Linked DNA regions of Pan troglodytes: regions 2 and 3 are each linked to region 1. Evidence: chromatin contacts called from public Hi-C and HiChIP or PLAC-seq data. All regions are on one chromosome and are shown on one strand. Each heading gives the region's core, a stretch centred on a gene start, on an enhancer-like site or on the middle of the called end of the contact. The rest is flanking DNA. Distances are from core to core; before and after follow the strand shown.

Evidence for each region. A called contact is a pair of places that touch in the nucleus more often than the background predicts. HiChIP or PLAC-seq counts read pairs in DNA pulled down with a chosen protein or histone mark.
Region 2: a Hi-C map of induced pluripotent stem cells shows a contact between it and region 1, with 2.1 times the contacts expected there. The contact joins the promoter of CACNG2 here to the promoter of LOC104003767 in region 1. A contact is called at or near these places in 2 of 7 Hi-C or Micro-C datasets (both in induced pluripotent stem cells) and 1 of 1 datasets of contacts at active chromatin or transcription factors (stem cell-derived excitatory neurons).
Region 3: a contact with region 1 is called in an H3K4me3 HiChIP or PLAC-seq map of stem cell-derived excitatory neurons, with 10 times the contacts expected there. The contact joins the promoter of IFT27 here to the promoter of LOC104003767 in region 1. A contact is called at or near these places in 3 of 7 Hi-C or Micro-C datasets (blood, induced pluripotent stem cells and stem cell-derived neural progenitor cells) and 1 of 1 datasets of contacts at active chromatin or transcription factors (stem cell-derived excitatory neurons).

Annotation. Positions count from the first base shown.
Region 1 is chr23:38,547,229-38,549,928 of NHGRI_mPanTro3-v2.0_pri, forward strand. LOC104003767 (BLOC-3 complex member HPS1-like) reads right to left here and starts at 1,444. Exons shown (of 1, transcript XM_063808076.1): 1 at 1-1,444. The coding sequence starts at 717. The coding sequence ends at 346. All of the region lies in intron 1 of LOC107970244 (a long non-coding RNA gene), which reads left to right.
Region 2 is chr23:38,712,136-38,714,835 of NHGRI_mPanTro3-v2.0_pri, forward strand. CACNG2 (calcium voltage-gated channel auxiliary subunit gamma 2) reads right to left here and starts at 1,413. Exons shown (of 4, transcript XM_016939089.4): 1 at 494-1,413. The coding sequence starts at 704. It overlaps LOC107970332 (a long non-coding RNA gene), which reads left to right and starts at 2,015. Exons shown (of 5, transcript XR_010156095.1): 1 at 2,015-2,102.
Region 3 is chr23:38,784,923-38,787,622 of NHGRI_mPanTro3-v2.0_pri, forward strand. IFT27 (intraflagellar transport 27) reads right to left here and starts at 1,263. Exons shown (of 7, transcript XM_016939094.3): 1 at 789-1,263. The coding sequence starts at 822.

The DNA.
Region 1 (2,700 bases), core at 194-2,693:
TGGGAAAGCGGGTCGGGTTTCTGGCCCAGCTCTAGCTGTGGAGTGGGGTGGGATAGGCACGGAGCCAGAAGGCAGGCAGCTGAGCAAATCACCTCACTCTTCAATCTCTGTCACACAAACACATGTCATATAAAGCCAGCTAGAGAGAGCGAGGGTGGTGCTTAAGCTTCTCACACAGAGGCCACTGAACACAGAAAGGTCTGGTCTATCATCAGGGCCCTACACAGGGTTGCAGCCATGTCGGATGCTGGCAAGGTCTGCACTGGCCAATGTGGTTGATGTAACAGGCATCTACCACCTGCAGCATTTGCCACTGAAACCATGACCTATCTGGGCTAAAATGACTCATGAAACAATGTTTGTGCATTTGAGAAATGCCTCGAGCACGTACAGCTTCCGCTGCAGGTCCCCCTCGCTCTTGGTGTGGTCGCCATTGATGGCAGTGAACAGGCATTCTCCAAACAGGTGAAGGACATACAGGGAGTTGCTGTTTTCCATGGAGAAGCAGGTGTAGGTGTCCGAGAGCTTCTCCAGCATCGTCATGGAGGAGATGATGACCGGGGCTAGGAGGGGGCTGAGCTGGTCCTCTAGGGCAGGGAGCTCTTCTTCCTCATTCTCTGACTGCCCGAACTTCAGCTGGAGACTCTCTTCAAACTCCTCATCCGTCCAGTAGAAGAGGACCTCTGCGCCCTCAGTGGCCACCAAGATGCACTTCATCTTGGTAAGGAGCACAGTGGAGCGTCCAGACAGCCAGAGGTTCAGAAAGGGCTGCAGTAGACAGACTCGGTGACTGCCTCATTGGAGAGCAGCACAACATCCCTGGTCCTGCAAATGTGGATCGCGGCGCACACAGCACCCGGCCTGCAGGACAGAAATGTTTTCTAAACTGAAAAAGGGGGACTACAGGTGCCTGCCAGGCCCTCCATATACATACATCCCCATATGTCTGTGTCTAGAAGTGAGATACACCGTTATTTCTGTTTTCTGATTGGCCTTTTTAGTTTTTGAGACAGCGTCTCCCTCTGTTACCCAGGCTGGAGTGCAGTGGTTCGATCTTGGCTCACTGCAACCTCTGTCTCCAGGGTTCAGGCAATTCTCCTGCCTCAGGCTCCGGAGTAGCTGGAATTACAGGCCTGCGCCACCTCGCCTGGCTAATTTTTGTATTTTTAGTAGAGACGGGGTTTCGCCATGTTGGCTAGGCTGTTCTCGAACTCCTAAACTCATGTTATCCACCCCCCCTCGGCCTCCCAAAGTGCTGGGATTACAGGTGTGAGCCACCGTAACTGGCCCATTGGCCTTTCTTGTTGTACTGTTCTGTCCCTTCCAGGTAAGACAGGTACATTTTCTGGTAGTAAGCTCCTGTGTCTTAAAAAAGAAAATAACATTCATTGAGTGCTTACTTTATGCTAGGCACTGTGCTATGGGCTTTATAGAAATAATTACCTCTCTGAAAAAAACAAAAACAACAAAAAAAATTACTTCTTTGATTCTTTTCTAAAAGTTCCTTGAAATTGCCATGGACTCTCCCATTCATGCAGGTGGGGAGAAAGAGGCTCAGAGTCGTTGAGTACTTGGCCCAGTGAGTAAATGATGGAGCCAGGATTTGAGAACAGTTTTGTGGACTCAGAAGCTTCCATCCCTTACAGGGGTGGTGAAGAAGGCCTTTCTGAGAGGCCCGAGAGGCCCCAAGGCAGAACCATCCAGCCAAGCCCACCCCAAATTCCTGTCCCACAGAAACCAAGAGAGATAATAAAAAGACGGTTGCAGGGTTGTCTCGCCCCTCCTCTGTCTCTTGCCTGCTCTCTCTAAGGAATTCAGAGCCTTCCCATCTTGAATACCAGCGGCAGCTCCAGAATTTCCCCATGGGACAGGCTTACTGAGAGCCATCTGTGAAGGGGGTAGCCCTGGACTTGCCTGGGAGCTGTGTCTGTGTAGCAGGTACTCTGCTTTCAGGAGGATGCAGGTTTTGTTGGGGGAGAGTGTTCCAGGGACTGTGAGGGGACTGAGCCTGCTCCTGAAGCCATCTCCTTTTTATTTTATTTTATTTTTTTGAGACAGAGTCTCGCTGTGTTGCCTAGGCTGGAGTGCAGTGGCAAGATCTTGGCTCACTGCAACCTCCATCTCCCGGTTCAAATGATTCTCCTGCCTCAGCCTCCCGAGTAGCTGGGATTACAGGTGCCCGCCACCATGCCTGGCAAATTGTTGTATTTTTAGTAGAGATGAGGTTTCACCATGTTGGTCAGGCTGGTCTTGAACTCCTGACCTCAGGTGATCCACCTGACTCGGCCTTCGAAAGTGCTGGGATTACAGGCATGAGCCACTGCGCCCGAAGCCATCTCTTGGTAAAATACTGCTGAGCATTCAGACAGAACAGAATTAGGAGAAAGAGAAGGAACCAGTATTGATTTCTTCAACACACTGTGCTAGGTACCTCATGCATTTCGATTATTCTAGGCTGTGAGTGAAGAGTTGTTGCCAGAATCTAAAGTGTGTTCTGAGAACTTGGCCAAATGTAGGGTGACCATATGACTTACCATTCAAATTTGGGACACTTTGGGGGTGACGAAGGGATTACTATCAATAATTATGCCCTGGGATTGTCTCACTTAAACTGGGAGGTATGGTCACCCTAGGCAGAAGGGAAGTAAAATGGTCCTCTATTACTGATTATCTGTTGCTGTGTAACCAATCACACCAAAA
Region 2 (2,700 bases), core at 163-2,662, 160 kb after region 1:
TTTTAAATAAGGAGATTTGCAGATGGTGGTGCGTCTAGGACTTTTGGGGAGTAAGGAGAAGAGGAGGGAAAAGGGAAGAGCATTTTTGAATTCTTCATTGCGAAAAGAGAAACAGCATACACAGAAGCAATTATTTTACCCTCTCATAGATGGCAATGCTAAATCGGATGGTAAATCCTAATGACTCCAAAGCAGGCAGAACACCTTTGACTTTTAGAGACAATCTCTTGTCGTTTTCACCATGTCATAGATTATTCCAATGAGGATGTTTGAGGGGAAGAGGGGGTGGCGGAGGCGAGGGAGTAGAGTATGGGTTTTGCTTATTGATCTTCTTTCCTCTGAAACTAACCCAACCAACCTTGATTGGTGGTGGAAGGAGTGAACTAAGAAAATGGTGGAATGTAAAGCGGACTTATTTGGAGGAGGGTGGGGAGGGGGGAGTGAAAGGGGAGGGGTGGGGTGGAGAGGGGGGAGGAGATGGGAAGTCAAGTACCTTCTAGGCAGCAGGTTCTCCATAATCCGGAATGGGTCATAACTTCCTCGTTCTTTTTGCTGGTTTCATTCTCACTGACACTTTTGGTCTTGCAAACCCCTCTGGAGTAGAGCCAATAGTCGGTTCCCACAGCTATGGTCATCAGGCTGAAGGCAGCGAAAGCACCAACGGTGGTTAAAAGCATTTGAACACCTCGATCAAACAGCCCCATAATTCTTCATTATATAAACACCCAACCGACTTCTGGTTCTCGGGAGAGTGTGTGTGAGGGTGCAAGTACTAAAGCCAAAAAAAATAAATAAATAAAAATAAAAATTATTCCACTACTAATATAATGGATATATGTATGAATAGAGAATATGGAGAGTTATAAAAAAAGGGAGGTAAGAAAGCTCACGGAAAAGAGTGTAAATTATAAAGATCACACGGGAAGAGGCTTGCCTTTTGAGATCAGAAACTGTTCCAGTTGCAGTGTTTTTTTTTTAAAAAAGAAAAGGAAAAAAAATAAAAAGACACCCCCCCACCCCCCCAAGTGAGATGCCTTAATCTCTTTTTCTAAAATTCTGGTCTCCAGTTTCCATATGTGATAGTTAATTTGGAGATGGCTTCCACAGTGAACCAGGGAACAGCCGAATTCTCAACACCATTTCTCATGGTCGGGACCTAGACAGTTAGAGATTGTGAGAGCCGAGATGCAACCTTCGGTCTTCGTTCTCGGCTCTGCGGCCTGCGCCATGAAAATCCTTTGCTTCGCCAGTTCTCTTCCTTGGGGGGTCTCGGCGCTTTCGTTTCAGACCAGACTTCCCAGTATTCTGTAAGCCCTTGAGCTCAGCTGCACAGGTGCGGGGGTCTCGCTTTCCATGGTTTTGCCCGGGCAGCGGCGGCGGCGGCGGCGGCGGCGGCGGCGGCAGGGCGGGCAGGCGCGGCGGCGGCGGCGGCAGCAGGACGAGCAGCGGCGGCGGTTATTGTTGTTGGTGGCGGGGGTAGTGTTGGCGAAGTGGGGGAGAGAGGGGGTTTCTCCTGGAGAATCGAGGCGGGTTTCCCTCCCCCTATCTGCAAAGCTCCTGGAAACGAGGGAGCCGGCGTCTTGCTGCAGGGTGGGCCGCGCGCCTGCCCCCCACTCGCTACCGGCTGGGCCCCCGCGGAGGCGCTCCCACCTACTGCATTACGGGTGGTGCTGAACCGGACAGCTCCCTGCGCCGCCCGCTCCGCGCGCTCCCCGGCTCCCAGGGCCGCCCGCCGGGAGGGGGGCGCGGGCCAGAGTCCTCCCTCCCCGGGGCAGCAAGGCCAGCGCAGAGCGGGGGCCGCCTTTCCTCTTTTTACCCCTCTCCCAAATCCTAAAATGAGCGCTCTCCTGGGCTCCCGGAGCTTAGAGGAAGGCGTAGCTAGAGATAGCGCTGTCTCTCTCTCTCTCTCTCTCTCTCTCTCTCTCTCTCCCTCTCTCCCCCCTTCCCTCCCCCCTTGGTGTTTCTTCCAGCTCAGCCTCCTTCTCATTCCATCTCTACGTGCCCAGAGCTTCAAATACAACCCTCCCATCACAGTCAGACGGGCACAAAACTTCAACCAGCCGTTTCTCTGCCTGGAAGCGGCGAACATGTAACCTGGACGGGTAATTACAAACACGTCTTTATGTGTTTTTTAAATCATTGTTTTCACTTTGCTTTGCTGGGGATTTGTTTTATTTTGTTGGTCCGTTAGATGTATCTTCTTTCGGTTTTCCTCTCTCCTCTCTTTGTCTCTCTCTGGCTTACCAGGGGGTGTGCATTGCTCTGTGTCTCTCTGTAGTTTTCCGTGAAATTCCAAATCTTGCTTCTACAAGCAGACATTTTGGAAAGATTATTCGTGGAAAAGGGTGCAAAAGGGCGACTCGTAGCTGGGGCTTGGGCAATGATTTTCATTGCAAGGATAAACATGTTCTCAGGGGAAGTGGGTGAAATGTGAATCCTTCTAAGTATCCTATGTCATTCATAAACTGGTTGGGAAGAGATAAAAAATCTTCCTTCCATGAACACTGGAACACCGAAACCCTCCCCTCTTTCTCAGAAGAATCATTGTTTGTGGGTTAATTACAGTGTCACCTTTCATTTCTCTTATGTGCAACTTTTCCTTAACGTGACCTCTGGTAGAAAGAAGCATATTAATTCCTGCTGCTACGGATTACATTTTTTTCTCTGATCACTTTTATAGTTAAGTGAGTAAGAGCACAT
Region 3 (2,700 bases), core at 13-2,512, 240 kb after region 1:
GTGTGCTTCACATGCAGTAAGCACTCAGTAACATGCATATGTGTTTCGCAGTCTATAATCCAAAATATTGTTTTTCTAAATGTGCAGACTGATACAAGGGGTACACTACAAATGTGCATGCCACATATTCACATATTCATCCATTCTAAAAGTATTTATTGAATACCTACTATGTTCCAGGCATTGTTCTGGGTGCTTGGGATGTATCAGTCAACAAAACAAAGATTCCTGCCTTTGGGAGACTCATTATTTATGCCCTTCTTGGAGTGGGGCAGCACAGTAACTTTGGGTCTTAAAGACAACACACAAGTGCCTTTTGCAAACTCTGGTCACTACACTCAGGTCACCGTTATCAGAGGGGGTGAGGTCGGGGGAAAAAATCCCATAGTAAAGACTACCAAAGTCACTGATGCCTAACTTTGGGGTACAGTATATGTTTAGCTGAAGCACTCAAGGTTTGCTTAAGTTTTGTTTGTTTTGTTTTGTTTTAACAAGTCTGCTTCTCCAGAGTTGTAACTAGTGATTTTTTAACGAGTCAGCTCAACTGGTGAAGGTGGTCTCAGAGTATGTGACAGGCAGCAGGGGGAAATCCACTGGAGCTGCGAAGTGCCCTGGAAGATCATTCTTCCACGCCTAACGTAATTTACTGTATCAGTAATTGCAGTAACTCGCCTTTGGGAGAGAGAAAGGAAAAGGTAGGCAATTTAGGTGAACAAAAGCTCTGGATGAATTATGAAGGCTGTGGACTCCAGAGACCACCGTATTCAAGCGCAAGTTTTCAGACTCACCTGCCAGGATGCATTTGGCTGCCAGCTTCACCATGGTAACCAACACTCCCGCGAGCCGTACCCAGAGGACAAGAGCGGCTGCTAGAGACGCGAGTGGGTGGGCTTCGGGCCCTGGGCTGGCCTGGGACGGGAAGGTGGGGAGGGGAGGGCTGATCTCAAGGGTCAGTGGCCGCGACGGGACTGGGGATGACCGAGCCCGGCCCTTCTGGGCTGGGGGCGGATATCGGGCGCTGGGGGCGGGTGGGCAGGGGAGGGCTCCAGGTGGGCCCGGCTCGAGGCCTGACACGGCAGTCTGAAAAGGTGCAAGCGAGCGGACACGGCCTGTGCTCCCCGCCCAGCCCCTCAGCACAGCCCTACCCAGAGGGTTCAAGGAAGGACGATCCGGCTCTCCTCCGATCACAAGTACCGGGCCGAATGCACTCTCCAAGCAACCATAGCCCACCTGCCCCGCCTCCTCCTCCTCCTCGCTGACCCTCGATTGGTTGCCGCCAAAAGCTCCCACCCTCAAGGTCTCACAAAAATCCAATGGGAGTAGAGAGCTGGGATAACAGCCTTTTCTTGAGATGCAATTCGTAGAGTTATCAGTTCTTCAAGTTCAGTCTGCTTGACGAGTGGTTGTAATTGACGTCAACCAGCTTTATATCCCGCCCCCGCTGAGCCTGAGAGTCCCGAGATAAAGAAGCCTCCACGTCAAGCAGTCAGAAGCGGTGACAAGAGAAGCTTTCTGATTGGTCAGAGTCTGGCTTGACCCATCTTCGGGAGGAATAGGGATTCGCCACTCCCGCTGTCCTTCTAGAAGTGGGTTCGCCTACAATGGGGCAGGTTGGGCTCTAGGCGGTCTGGAGCGGCGCCTGCGCAGTGGGCCAGGCCGCCGCTGTAGAGGTCGTTTTGACTTGCTCTGACTTCGGGCGGTTCTCGCGGCTTCCCCGGTTCCCAGGTTCTGCACAGCGCGGCTATTAAAGTGCATGGAGAAGTGCAGTCCTTGCCCCGCATCCCGCAGGGAAATCTCATTTTAAAAGCTCAAAGATGTAATGAGCGTTAAAATCTAAAATATGAAGGTGTTTTATTAAAGTGATGTTTGTGAACAAAGGGAGAACAAATACACTTTGATGGGGCTAAGCGGTGAGACTCGGAAACTTGAAGTCGTACTTTGCTCTTAGTCCATTTACTCTCTGCAAAAGGAGAATGCATCACTAACCTCGTTTGCCCGTCACCCAGGGAGGCTCTCTGTACGCGTTTACCGGGTTGGGGGTGCCTCTTGCACGTGGTTAGGGGGTCAGAGACCTAAATCCCTGGCTTGGACAAGTCACCTCATCCCTCAGCCTCAGGATGGGCCTAGGAGAACCTGCCTTGTGGGGTGGTTGTGGGGATGGAAGGAGAGAAACGTATGAGTGCCTGGGAGATAGTAGGTGCACACGTGATTGTGGGGTGGATGGGACAGCGGAAGCTTATCTGGACAGATTTGGTTTATCATCACTGTCACTGGTTGGCCGAATGTACCCCTTGTTCTTACTTTCTCAGGGCCCCTGGGATTCTGATGGCTGATGCTGAAGGGAAGAGCAGCCCCTTAGCAAAGGTGCCTGTGCGAAAGTTCCACATTCCCTCCAGACACCTAGAACATTCCACCTCTCCGCCACTCTGCATCTCAGAGTGGCTGCCAGCCTTGTGTGGGGGAATAAACATACACACTCTATGAATGACTGATGGTTTTAGCCCCGAATCCAGAGTAAATGCAAGTTGTCTGAGATGTTCTTTCCTTGGGATTCATTCCTGGCGCTATGGTAAAGGTCTGTTTCTCCTTCATTTCTTGTAACTGCTTTTCTTCTTTGGTGACATCACGTGAGTCTGTCTCAGACATCCAGGTCTGAGTGAGCAAAAAGCCTCTTTCTGATCTTCTGCCTTCCTCTTGCCA